2 separate regions of the Mus musculus genome follow, and region 1 is linked to region 2. Evidence: chromatin contacts called from public Hi-C data. All regions are on one chromosome and are shown on one strand. Each heading gives the region's core, a stretch centred on a gene start, on an enhancer-like site or on the middle of the called end of the contact. The rest is flanking DNA. Distances are from core to core; before and after follow the strand shown. Region 1 holds the start of Arhgap42 (Rho GTPase activating protein 42). Region 2 overlaps Gm32014 (predicted gene, 32014).

Region 1 (7,385 bases), core at 4,761-7,260, 540 kb after region 2:
GATCTTGTAAAATTGGCAATCAAGTTTACCCATCACACATACATTTAACAATCATAATAAATAATCAAAGATAGATAGATAGATAGGTAGACAGACAGACAGACAGACTCCATTATGGCTATTCCTTTTCAAAGAAACTGAAATACACATATTTGAGAAACTCTTAACAGCAAACAAAATGGCTAGCAAGTTCCAGCATAAGCTACTGAGAGGAAAGCCAGAATAGAAGTAGGCTGGCCTCTATGCTACAGGGCAGGGTGGACTAAAGAATGCTCACACTGCTAGTAAGCCTTCTTATTTTAGTATCCACCAGTTATGGGGGCAAGACTCTGGAGCGTCTGAAATCCAAAAGCATCACCTATGTAAAGGCCACAGTATCTGCATAGAACCCATACACATTCCACCCACACTGTACCTCAGCGCTGGACCACTTTTCATCAGCAGGTAATGTAAACACCTGTTACATGACATTGCTTTGGAGAAATGACTGTGGTGGTTGATTGAGAAACTTCTTCCATGGGCTCATATGTTTGAATGTTTGATTCCCAGTTATTAGAACTATCTGGGAAGAATTGGGAGCTATGGCCTTGTTGGAGGAGGTGTTTCACTAAGAGTGGGCTCAGAGGATACACAAGCCAATACCAGGCCCAGTGTCTGTCACTGTTCTATCTCTGTCTCTCTTTGTCTCTCCATCTGTCTCTCTCTCTCGGGGTGTGTGTGTGTGTCTGTCTGTCTGTCTGTATGATACCTGCAGATCATGATGTAAAGCTCTCAGGTACTGCTCCAGCACTATGCCTCCATCCTTCCCACCATGGACTAAACCTCTGAAATCATCAGCAAGCCTCCAATTAGATGTTTTCGCTTATAAGAGTTGCCTTTGTCACAGTGTCTCTTCACAGCCATAGAACAGAGACTAAGAAAATGATGAAGAAAAAGTCTATAAACAGAGTTTGATTTTTCGGTTTTTGCTTTTTTTCTGACTGTATACACAGCAAAGAACATTATCAAATACCACTTCATACATGTAGAGGTCTACATGTGTTTGGGTTACTGGTTGATGAATTTTAGTTGACGAAAGCTGGGTTGAAGAGATGACTTGCTCATTAAAGTGCTTACCATGTAAGCATGAAGACCAAAGTTTCAGCCCTAGACCCACATTAAAAACAAAAAGCTGGGCAGTGGTGGCACACTTGGGAGGCAGAGGCAGGCAGATTTCTGAGTTCGAGGCCAACCTGGTCTACAGAGTGAGTTCCAGGACAGCCAGGGCTACACAAAGAAACCCTGTCTCAAAGAAAAAGAGAGAGAGAGAGAGAGGAGAAAAGAAAAAAAGAGAGAGAAACAAACAAGCAAACAAACACCTGGATGTGGTGGTTCGATTGTTCATTCACAACACTGGGGAGACAGAAACAGACAGTCCCTGGGGCTTCATGGCCCACCAGCCTAGTCTAGTTGAAGGTGAATTCCAGGCCAGGGAGAGACCTTGACTCTGAAAACAAGGTGGAAAACAGAAATGACAGCCGGAAGTTTCCTCTGAAACACACACACACACTTGACAAAACTGTATATACTTATGGCACACAAAGTTCCATTCTGACACATGCGTGTACCCCAGAATGGCTATAAGGTAATCTACTCATCACCTCATGCGTTTCCCCCTTTAAAGTAGAATAGTTGAAGTTTCATAGTTATTTTCAATCCCATTTTCTCCCCCAACTATCCACTTCAAGAACAAAAGTTCATTTTTGTTCTTTCTCGAGGATTCTTTAAACTAAAAGTATAAAAAAAGACTAGTACATGGGAAAAGACATAAGAGAATAACTCTGAAATATTTCAGCACATATGATGCTTTAAAAGGAAAAACAAATAAGTAAAAAACTGATTTTATGATTGTTTAAGAGTGGACAGCCAGGGCTATACAGAGAAACCCTGTCTCAAAAAAAAAAAAAAAAAAAAAAAGAGCCGGGCGTGGTGGCGCACGCCTTTAATCCCAGCACTCGGGAGGCAGAGGCAGGCGGATTTCTGAGTTCGAGGCCAGCCTGGTCTACAAAGTGAGTTCCAGGACAGCCAGGGCTACACAGAGAAACCCTGTCTCGAAAAACCAAAAAAAAAAAAAAAAAAAAAAAAAAAGAGTGGAGATTTTGAGTCACACATCTTGAACAAAACTTGAGTCACTGTTATCATGAACATTATCAAACACAGATATAAAGTACATGACAAAATAAGCAGAAAACCATAGCAATGAGGTTTGTAGCTACTAAGTTTATAGCTAGCATACCTGGGATTCAAACTTAAGTCAAGCTCAAAATGCTGAACCATAAGCCTGTCCCTCAGAGTGGACACAAAAATGTGTAATAACACAGGTATTTTATACATATTTAAAATACAATCACATGAGCCTGTCAGACCAACAGCTATGGAAACTGAAGGCAAGAAGATCAATCAAGCTGAGGCATTCAAACCTATCCTGGGCAACATATTGAGATCTCATGGGGGGGCGGGGGGGATGGCTGCTTTTCCAGAGCACCTGAGTTTGATTCCTACCACCCACATGGTGACTCACAACTGTCTAAAACTTCAGTCCCAGAGGACATGACACCTTCTTCTGACCTCTGAAGGCATGGAGAGTACATATGATATACACATCTACAGAGGCAAACATTCCTACACATAAAATACAATTTTAAACTCAGTATGGTAGTACAATCCTGTGATCCCAGAACTGGAGAACTTGTAACAGATGCATTTTAAATCAAGGCCTATCTGAGTTACATCGTGACACATTGTCTCAAAGTACAAAGAAACAACATCAACAACCACAAAAAGCCCACAGAATAAAACTTTCTAGTTGAATATATGAGCAATCTTACAATCAACTAAAGAAACTTGGGTCAAGAAGCATGTGTGTAATCTTATTGAAACAGGCGTGCTATACATAAAAACCAAAACAACAACAAAAAAAGTATGTACAATTATTATAGTGCCGTGAGACAATAATACCAGGACTCCAGAGGTAGAAACAGCAAGATAGAGAGCTCAGAGCCAGCCTAGGCTACATAAGGATCTGCCACAAACAAACAAACAAACAAACACAATGCATAGAGAAAAAGTTACTATATAATTGAGAATAGAAACCAGACACTGATATCATTAGTTAAACAGGGTTATATTAGAAAATCATTAGTGAAACAATGTTTAGTTAAAATGCTGAAATGGACCATAGGCTTAACAATTAAACTAGTTGAAAACCCCCTCAGAAAGGTGAGGAAAAGTCAGAAGGGCAACTGGAGGATCAGGGCTCCCTCAGTGAGACTGGGAAAGCACTAAGACAACTTCAGAACCTTCAAACAAGGTAGTGGGATCCCAGCAGCTTAAGAGGGAGGGTGTCTAGCAGCAGTGGCCTGGCCTGAAGGATCCTCCATACGGAAGACTGTATTGGTGAGCAACAGGCAGTACTCTACTGTGACCTCAAGGACTGTTTGCTTCCCCATTTGATAGCTGATACTGGGGGGTGTGTGTGTGTGTGTGTGTGTGTGTGTGTGTGTGTGTGTGTTGGCTTGCCTGTGATCATCTGAAGTGTCTTGGGAATTTCTTCTCTCCTTCCACCACAGGTTCCGGAGTGTGAACTCAAGTGGTCAGGCTTGCATGGCATGCATGGTTACCCACCGAGCCAACTCACAAGTTCTGGGAATTCTTTGGTAAGAAATAAAACATTTCTTTCATAATGAAAGAAGTAATAAGTGCGTGTTAGTTACAAGAATGCACTGTCATGCCGGGCGTGGTGGTGCACGCCTTTAGTCCCAGCACTTGGGAGGCAGAGGCAGGCGGATTTCTGAGTTCGAGGCCAGCCTGGTCTACAAAGTGAGTTCCAGGACAGCCAGGGCTACTCAGAGAAACCCTGTCTCAAAAACCCAAAAAAAAAAAAAAAAAAAAAAAAGAATGCACTGTCATCACACAGCATTCTGGAAAGATAACAGGTTTATACATTTAAGGGCATACGGCTGGTTTCATGAGGCAGGGTCTCAATATGTCCAGCCTAGTCAGGGCCAGCCTACAGGCTGCATTTGTCTCAGGGTAGCTGTGGATGCAGAACAGTAGATCTTCAAATAACAATATCAGAAGGTTGGGCATTCCTGTTATTCTCTAGGTCTTGATACACTCACCACTTCCTCTGGTGTGCATGACAGAACAGCTCTAACAGGGCTGAGAAACACATTGCCTTTATAAAGCTAAGCTGAAGAATCCCAGGGAAGTGTGCAACAGCACCAGTGAAAAAACACACGTGTCAGGAAGTATTTCCAACGTGCGAAACACCAAATGCAGAGCACCTGAGATCCCAAGTGTAGTCAGCCTGCCTAGCATAACACACCAGGAATGGTTTAGCCTCTATGAGGAGGCATCCCTGGCGAGGAGGGTTCCCTAGTAACAACTCAAGGAACTGCAAAGAAGCATTGCACATTGTCACAAACCACAGTAAATAATCATTATCATAGTAGTCTCAAATCCCAATTAATTGACAATGGGCATTCCATCTGTGCAATTACAGCAACCCTGAACATGTCCTGGGGACTACCAGATCACCCAGAGGCCTCTCCATCCTGTAAGCGCCCTCATAAGAGGCCAGAGTCCGAAGCACTTCTCTTTTCAGAAGCTGAAGCCTTCCCAATTTTCCATGTAAGACACAAGTGGATTCTGGGAAAGGCAATGGTTAACGTTTAGCGTGTACTAAGTAATCCACTTGGTTCTCAGTATGAGAAAGCTTGAGTTGTAATAATGGAAGGGGAAGTTCTAAAGGAGAAACGAGTAAAGAATATCCTGAAGGGAGAAGTGTGGGAAAGATACTGACATCTACCAGGTCTGACTGAATGTAGACCTGAGCTCTCACCAATGACCAACACTGCACACCACACGATGCAAGCCAAAATTTAATACGAACAGAACACTCACAAGGGCTTTAAAATACACGGGTACCCTATTGGGTCCAAACAGCTTACCAATGGCCAAACTGCAGACGTGTATTTTTAAAAGGTCAAATCAATGACGAGTCATTGTTGTATGAAATTACTTTTCCTAAAGTATTATTAAATTCACTAGCTTCACTTTAACTCTCCAGACTCCCTTGTTTCCACTCTTCCCAGAGAGTTTGGCTTGCTTTGATTTGTTGTTGTTGTTGTTTGGTTTGTTTGTTTTGTTTATGAGACAGGGTCTCACTCTGTTGCCCTGACTGGCGTGGCTCTCTCCACCACCTTAAAACGAAAAATCAAAACAATTTAAAACAACAACAACAAAACCAACCCCCCACCAAAAACAACAACAACAACAACCAGGCACCGAAACTTTAGCAACAACAAACAAAAGTGAAAGTCTCTACCAACTTTTCACTGACAAGTCTCAAAAGTTGACTCTCAAGGGCTGTAGGGGAAACTTTTCCTCCCCAGTGTTGCCTGGGAAGTAAATCCGCACCACTAAGAACAGACTTTGTTGGCCACCAGCAGGGGAGCTCTTCAGCTTTTGTCCCCAATCCATTCAAACAAAAGAAGTTCGGTCTGGGGCTTCCCAACCAGGGTCCCGCACCCCATGGGGTCTTGCACACTTGGGGGCCCGTCACTCACTTCTCAGCGCCCCGATGAGCAGAGAGCCATCCTTCAGCAGCTCTTTGATGAACTTGTTGGTTCTCTCCAGCTCGATCTCGTGACACTGCAATCGCTCCCTAAAATCCGGGCTGTCCAAATACGAATCGCTGAACTCCAGAGTGGGCAGCCCCATGGCCCAGGCGCGGCGGCCGCTAGCTGCGGCGGGTGCGGGGACACTGCGAACGCGGGGGAGCGCTGGGGAGAGCGGAGGACTGGGCCCCGCGCGCCGGGCTCAGTGCAGCTGCCCCGAGGCCGGGCGGAGGCTCCGGGCGCTGTCACCGGCTCGCATCGTCGCTCGCTCGCACCGTGGGGGTGGCGAGGCTACAAGCTGTAGCGCAGAGGAGTCTTCTGACAGCGTCACTCGCTGACCCTGGGGACAGTGGCGCGCGCTTAGCTGGCGGCGCCTCACGGCGACTCGGGCCCGTAGGGAAACCCGCCCCCTGTGCGGAGCGCACGCGGGCCGGCCTGCAGCTCCCGGGCAGACCCTCCTCCACCCTCCCCGCCCCTCGCTGTCCCCGCCCGGTCCCCGCCCGGTCCCTGCGGTGCGCACTTTGCTCCCCGCACCCAGCACTGCTGTGTTGTAGCCTCACCCGATTCCTACCCGTCCCCGTCTGGGCCCACTGAGAGCGCCAGGCCCTGTGCGCCCCAAACCATCTCCAACCCCCAGCGTCCCCCTCAGGAACAGTCTGACTCCCACGTTAACCCCTGCGGGAACTACCACTTCCCAGCCGGTTCAAGTTTCACTTCAGGGTCCTGCCCATAAGTCCAAAATAGAAAGGATGTCCCGCCTGACTCCCAACCCCGCTGCATTGACCCATCAGTGAGGTGTGTTGGGTGTTATCCCTCAGTCTGTAAGAAAGGGGAATTGATTTTATTAACTCATTTCACATGTTATATACCCCTGTTTTAGTGTCTCTAATTGACACCTGGGTGGGTGGACCTACAAGTTCAGAGACTTTCATCGACTTGACCTGATCAAGCATTTCAAAGGAATCATTAATTCCTTTGGTGGTGGTGGTAGGTAATACCTGCATTCAACTGGCTGAAGCAGGAGAATTGCCAAGAGTTCAAGGCCAACATGGACTACACAGAGAAACACTGTCTCTGAGATGAATATATATATATGAATTCCTGCAAAGAGTCAATTAGCAGAGGTTGACCTAATAAATGTGCGTTCTGTTGAAACCCTGACAACAAAATAACCTACTATTTTATGTCATCCTGCACTCACCTGTAGCTTTTTTGAGAACTCCGTTACTTTTCTTAAGGATCTGTTTTTAATTTCTACATTTCCACTGCTTTGTATATTTGAACCATCTGTTTTTAAAAAAGAAAGGAAGGAAGGAAAAAAGAAACTTGTACAAATCATGGGAAAATCCACTGAAGTGCTTTACATTTTTTCCCAATTAAATTTCAGGAACCTTTAGCTGCAATTTTTTTCAGCCATACAATAACATTAAAAGTAGCATGTAAACAGCCAGGAATGGTGGTGCATGCCTTTAATCCCAGCACTCGGAAGGCAGAGGCAGGTGGATTTCTGAGTTCGAGGCCAGCCTGGTCTACAGAGTGAGTTCCAGGACAGCCAGGGCTACCCAGAAAAACCCTGTCTCGAAAAACCAAACAAACAAAACAACAAAACAAAACAAAAAGCAAAAATAGCATGTAAACTTTAAAACAGACAAAACCATGTAAACAGTATGCTTGATGACTTTTTTTAAATTCTCATTTTAAAAGCTTACATCCATATTTTTAGTA
Region 2 (6,773 bases), core at 3,477-5,976:
GCAGGTACTGAGAAGACAGTGGAGACACTAGGCATCCATATTCTGCTCAGTCACTTTCACTGTCCTGTTGAGATGCACTCTCTCACTGAACCTAGAGCCAGGTTGTCAGTCTGCAAGCCCCAGCCTCCCTACTGTCTCTGTCTGCACAGTGCTTAGGCTATAGGTGCACACATGGCCACACCTACACTTTTGGACATCTGGGATTTGGACTCAGGTTCTCTTACACAGCAAGCATCTTACTACAGAGACCTGATTTTTTTAACTAATTTATTTTATCACCTAATTGTTGCCATTAAAAAGTTCTTTTGTGTTGCATAAAATTTAGAAATAATATACTGCATATAATTTAGAAATAATAACAACAATTGTCATCTATTAAACATAGGGGCCAGGTAGAGTTCATGCCAGGTCTTCCTTTATCTGCCTTATTTATTCAAATCTCCATGAAAACTCCATCACGTAGATGCTACTTCTTAGGAAGAGATGACAGCACTCAAGCTCAATCCAATCCACAGACTATGAACAAAGCCACACAGAGAGTATTTGGGAGCTTTGGGCTTTAAATGCACAGCAGAGACATGGAGGGAGTGAGGAGTGAGAGTTGGCATGCCAGTACCCCAGGGCTGTGGCTGCCTTTCTTTCTGCAGTAGGATGTGTGCATGTTTAGTGTTGAGGCGGTTCATTTTCAGCTTCAATTTCAGTTCCTACCCTGGCAAGAAAACCAACCCACCCCTCACACACACTTTCACAGCCCTAGGGGAAAACTTGTAGCTTACAGGACCTGTGACATCCCAAAGCCACAGACACACAAGCCCCCAAGAGATGGCTTTACATTACCATACCCAGGACTAAGAAAGGCCATGTACTTATTGTGACTGAATGTAAGCACACAAAACAATGCTGAGACACAAAGAAAAACCTGGCCCTTGTACCCTAAGAGATGCTTTAGGCTGAAGCTGGTTTTGTGTGGATTTCCCTTCACTATTTCAAGAGGTATAACATACACTGTAATGAGAATCTGGAGACCAAGGTTTGCCGCTGACCACAGAACTTGGGGCTTATAACCTGTGATCCAAGCCAGGTTCCGTGGCTCACCCTCAGGAGACAGAGATGAATTAAGGGTGGGAAGCAGACACTGGGAAGGATAAACAAATTTGAGGCCGCATTCCTCATGACCTCATAGGTCCACCTTTGATGTTCTGAAGTGAGACCAAAGTTTAGTTAGTGAGCCAAGTATATGCAGATCTGAACAGTTCTGGTCAAGGTGTGGCCCAGTGCTCCACTGGCTGCTCATTATCTGGTCTAGATACAGACACACACAGAAGAATCTGGTAAATGTGCAGAGTAAATGTTTAATTTTCCTTGACAAAATTTTGACTAATTTTGAACAAAGAATTGTTAAGAATGATTGCACTCCTCCTCATCTGTGTGCCACTTGGCTATAGTGTCCCTTTACCTAGAGCAAGGGACAACCGAATCCAAGAACACATCAAAACAATCATCCATCCTGACCAAGTAGGCTTCATTCCAGGGAGGCAGGGATGGTTTAATATACGGAAATCCATCAATGTAATCCACTATATAAACAAACTCAAAGACAAAAACCACATGATCATCTCGTTAGATGCTGAGAAAGCATTTGACAAAATCCAATACCCATTCATGATAAAAGTCTTGGAAAGATCAAATATTCAAGGCCCATATCTAAACATGTTGAAAGTAATCTACAGCAAACCAGTATCCAACATCAAAGTAAACGGACAGAAGCTGGAAGCAATCCCACTAAAATCAGGGACTAGACAAGGCTGCCCACTTTCTCCCTACCTATTCAACATAGTACTTGAAGTCCTAGACAGAGCAATTAGACAACAAAAGGAGGTCAAGGGGATACAAATTGGAAAGGAAGAAGTCAAAATATCACTATTTGCAGATGACATGATAGTATATATGTGACCCTAAAAATTCCACCAGAGAACTCCTAAACCTGATAAACAGCTTCAGTGAAGTAGCTGGATATAAAATTAGCTCAAATAAATCAATGGCCTCTATCCACACAAAGGATAAATAGGCTGAGAAAGAAATTAGGGAAACAACACCCTTCACATTAGTCACAAATAATATAAAATACCATGGCGTGATTTTAACTAAGGAAGTGAAAGATCTGTATGATAAGAACTTCAAGTCTCTGAAGAAAGAAATTGAAGAAGATCTCAGAAGATGGAAAGACCATGCTCATGGATTGGTGGGATCAATATAGTAAAAACGGCTATCTTGCTGAAAGCAATCTACAGATTCAATGCAATCCCCATCAACATTCCAACTCAATTCTCCAACGAATTAGAAAGGACAATTTGCAAATTCATCTGGAATAACAAAAACCTAGGATAGCAAAAACTCTTCTCAATGATAAAAAAACCTTTGGTGGAATCACCATGCGTAACCTAAAGCTGTACTACAGAGCAATTGTGATAAAAAAAAAAAAAAACAAAAAAAACTGCATGGTACTGGTATAGCGACAGACAGGTAGACCAATGGAATAGAATTGAAGACCCAGAAATGAACCCACACACCTATGGTCACTTTATCTTTGACAAGGAAGCTAAAACCATTTAGGGAAAAAAAGACAGCATTTTCAACAAATGGTGCTGGCTTAACTGGTGGTTATCAAGCAGAAGAATGTGAATTGATCCATTCCTATCTCCTTGTACTAAGGTCAAGTCTAAGTGGATCAAGGAACTCCACATAAAGCCAGAGACATAGAAACTTATAGAGGAGAAAGGGAGGAAAAGCCTTGAAGATATGGGCACAGGGGAAAAGTTCCTGAATAGAACAGCAATGGCTTGTGCTGTAAGTTTGAGGATTTACAAATGGGACCTCATAAAATTGCAAAGCTTCTGTAAGGCAAAAGACACTTTCAATAAGACAAAAAGGCCACTAACAGATTGGGAAAGGATCTTTACCAATCCAAAACCTGATAGGACACTAATATCTAATATATATATATAACGAACTCGAGAAGGTGGACTCCAGAAAATCAAATAACCCCATTAAAAATGGGGCACAGAGCTAAACAAAGAATTCTCAACTGAGGAATACCGAATGGCTGAGAAGCACCTGAAAAAATGTTCAGCATCCTTAATCATCAGGGAAATGCAAATCAAAACAACCCTGAGATTCTACCTCACACCAGTCAGAATGGCTAAGATCAAAAATTCAGGTGACAGCAGATGCTGGTGAAGATGTGGAGAAAGAGGAACACTCCTCCATTGTTGGTGGGATTGCAAGCTTATACAACCACTCTGGAAATCAGTCTGGCAGTTCCTCAGAAAATTGGACATAGTACAGCCAGCAATACCTCTCCTGGGCATATATCCAGAAGATGTTCCAACTGGTAATAATAACATAAGTTCCACTATGTTCATAGCAGCCTTATTTATAATAGCCAGAAGCTGGAAAGAACCCAGATGTCCCTCAACAGAGGGATGGATACAGAAAATGTGGTACATTTACACAATGGAGTACTACTCAGCTTTTAAAAACAATGAATTTATGAAATTCCTAGGGAAATGGATGGATCTGGAGGGCATCATCCTGAGTGAGGTAACCCAATCACAAAGGAAATCGCACAATATGTACTCACTGATAAGTGGATATTAGCCCAGAAACTTAGATTACCTAAGATACAATTTGCAAAACATATGAAACTCAAGAAGAACAAAGACCAAAGTGTGGACACTTCGCCCCTTTTTAGAATTGGGAACAAAACACCTATGGAAGGCGTTACAGAGACAAAGTTTGGAGCTGAGATGAAAGGATGGACTTTCCAGAGACTGCTGCACTGGGTATCCATCTTATAATCAGCCACCAAACACAGACACCATTGCATACACTAGCAAGATTTTGCTGAAAGGACCCAGATGTAGCTCTCTTGTGAGACTATGCCGGGGCCTGGCAAACACAGAAGTGGATGCTCACAGTCAGCTATTGGATGGATCACAGGGCTCCCAATGGAGGAGCTAGAGAAAGTACCCAAGGAGCTAAAGGGATCTGCAACCCTATAGGTGCAACAACATTATGAACTACCCAGTACCCCAGAGCTCGTGTCTCTAGCTGCATATGTAGCAGAAGATGGCCTAGTTGTCCATCATTGGGAAGAGAGGCCCCTTGGTCTTGCTAACTTTATATGCCCCTGTACAGGAGAACACCAGGGCCAAGAAGTGGGAGTGGGAGGGTAGGGGAGCGGCGGGGGCGGGGTGGGGGGTTGTAATAGGGGACTTTTGGGATAGCATTTGAAATGTAAATTAAGAAAATACCTAATAAAAATTGGAAAAAAAAAAGAGTGGCCTTATGCTAAAGCCTTGTCTACTGGATCCTTTTTTTCTCTAAGGTGCTTCACTCTGCTGCATACTATTTTAACCTCATTCTCACAGTGGTCCCCACATGGAGGCTGAGAGTAAAGAAGGTGAACCATTGTTCCTAAAACCAGAACTGAAAGCCCAACTCATTTACGGCAAAGACTAGTACTTTCTGAATGCAAGAATATAATGGCAGAGAAGATAGTGTCTAAATGGGAGAGTGTTGAAGTCATCCGCAGACTCAGGTCAAGTTGCTCCTGTCTATCTGCAGCGAAGTTAGGAAAAGAACAAATTGTCTTTTCAGCTGTGCAGCAAGGACAGGAACAAACAGCATGTGACAAAGTCCATCACAAGAGGGCGCCATTGTCCACATCTGCAGGCTTGTTCCATGCTTCTGATGTCAGCCGCTAAAGGCAGATTTGGGTGAGAGGTTCCCAGACTTCTAAGACCACAAGCTTAGGTTAGCTTTGCAAGAAATTTAGGACATCAATATGAACATTTTCCTGCAGGCAATCAGGCTTTGTTGCAGATCGGGCAGAGTTTTGTTTTTGTTTTTTTTTTTCTCTTGAAAACTCACTAGAAAGTGAGTTACTAGAAAAGTGTTGGCCCTTTTACCACAACCCTCAGCTTCTATGCACATAGAAAACAGGAATGAGACACAGTCAATGCTTGCGTTTCCCCTTTCCTTGAAGTGCCTATAGATGCAGCTTCATCTTCCCAGTGGATGCTTTAGAAAGAGCTGATGAATAAAGTGAACAGGAGCTGGCTTTAAGTAGCTGTTACAGGTGTAAAGGGAAGATATTGATGGCAAGATACTGAAGATCTGCTCGTGGATGTCACTGTCTCCCATCAGTGCAGTGTTTCTGCTCTGCCATCATTAACTTAGAAAAATAACTACTTAGGCTTGGACAACTTCCTGCAGGGGTAAGTTAGGGGGTTGACGCAGGCAGAAGAAAGAGCAGCAGAGATGACCTAATGGCTTTTCCATAACTAGCTTGATTGACTGTAAAGAAGGAACGGCTTGTCCTTTGTAGCATGGGCACCGCAATTCATGACAGCTATAGGCCATGTATCTATTTTTCTGTTTGACAGGGACAAAGAGTTGTTGGTGACTGGTATGAGCCCAGAATGGCTCCTTCACAATGTGATGACCAGGATGGAGGCCTGGTTTTCTTGAGTGAGCTGTAAAGAGGGTCAGGTGTGTGGCTGTTTGCTTGTCTCGGCTAGAGTTAACCGGGCTCTAACTGCAGATGGGAAAATGAAGACCAATGTTTCTAAACACACTGGAGTGAATTTTCTTCAAAGGATAGAAAGAAATGGAAAGCAAAGGAAAATTAATACCTTTCTTACCTGTCTCCATGCCCAGCAAGGCCACCTTCAATTCATTTGCATCTTAGTAATATCCTCTGAGCTCTTATCAAGTGCCCAGCTGTGTGCTAGGCACTGAGGGCTGAGAGGGATATGACATGCTTCCTGCCCCTCCACAGTTAGCTTAAAACAGAAGATAAATGGCTAATTAATGTGCTTGCTAGTTACATATCTATGCATAAGACGGCAGCCCAGAGCATGACTGAGAGTGGGATTTACTTTCTAGCTGATAGATAAGGCAGATTATATATATATATATTATATTATATAGATAAGGCAGATTATAACTGAAGGAGATACACCATAGTGAGGAATGCAAATAGATTTCCAGCAAGAAAGCCCAATTTCTCCCACCTGTGAACTTCTTTGAACAGTATTGACGGGTAAATGAAAGTCTCACATGTCTTGAATCTCCAGTACTAAGAGGCAAGCCTGCCAAGAGCTGTCATATTTTTGTTCTTTAGAGAATATACTCAGCCTCACTGTGATATTAGAGCTTGCAAGTGAAACTTTATTTCATCTCATTGTTATTATTATGTAGACTTGCAAGATTTTCTATGGGTTATAAGATTTACCTTTGGGCACAAAGAATATTCTAGGAAATGTAATCAGCTAGAATGCCCGTGTCTTTGCAGGCCAGGGCTGTCAATGTTTCCCTTGGCAAAGAGGTCATTGAAGAACCCTGGGTACCCAAGCCATAAGGCAAGGTGTGGCAAAGGCAAAGACAGGATTTTTCTGCCATGCTCTAATTCTGAACATGGCTATTCATCTAGTGTTTATTTACTAGGAATATTTTCTTTTTAAAAGTATTTATTTAAATATATATATATATATATATACATCTGCATGTATGTATGTGTATCATGTGTGCTCGTATGACTGGCAGAGGCCAGAAGAGGACATTAGATTTCCCTAGAACTGGAGTTAAAGCAAGTTGTGCACCACCTGGTGGGTACTGGGAACTGTGTCTTTGTTCTCAGCAAGAGCAGCAAGGGTTCTTAACCCTCCAGCCTCTTGAACACTTTCTTAAATTTGTCTCATGTCTGCACA

What was found. A called contact is a pair of places that touch in the nucleus more often than the background predicts.
Region 1: a contact with region 2 is called in a Hi-C map of uterus, with 4 times the contacts expected there. The contact joins the promoter of Arhgap42 here to the enhancer-like site in region 2. A contact is called at or near these places in 2 of 39 promoter capture datasets (cranial neural crest and hippocampal neurons) and 5 of 484 Hi-C or Micro-C datasets (cortical neurons and uterus).

Annotation. Positions count from the first base shown.
Region 1 is chr9:9,233,017-9,240,401 of GRCm38.p6, forward strand. Arhgap42 (Rho GTPase activating protein 42) reads right to left here and starts at 6,011. Exons shown (of 24, transcript NM_001372563.1): 1 at 5,610-6,011. The coding sequence starts at 5,763. Gm16833 (predicted gene, 16833) reads left to right here and starts at 3,272. Exons shown (of 4, transcript NR_045754.1): 1 at 3,272-3,435; 2 at 3,609-3,695.
Region 2 is chr9:8,696,160-8,702,932 of GRCm38.p6, forward strand. The region is part of intron 3 of Gm32014 (predicted gene, 32014); the gene reads right to left. Among named protein-coding and RNA genes, the nearest start is that of Gm32014, 41 kb to the right of the region's middle. Within about 2 kb of position 4,727, at least 3 of the 459 cell types and tissues checked have an H3K27ac peak or open chromatin away from gene starts, as enhancers often do. A contact at or near this core is called in uterus, where this site is marked.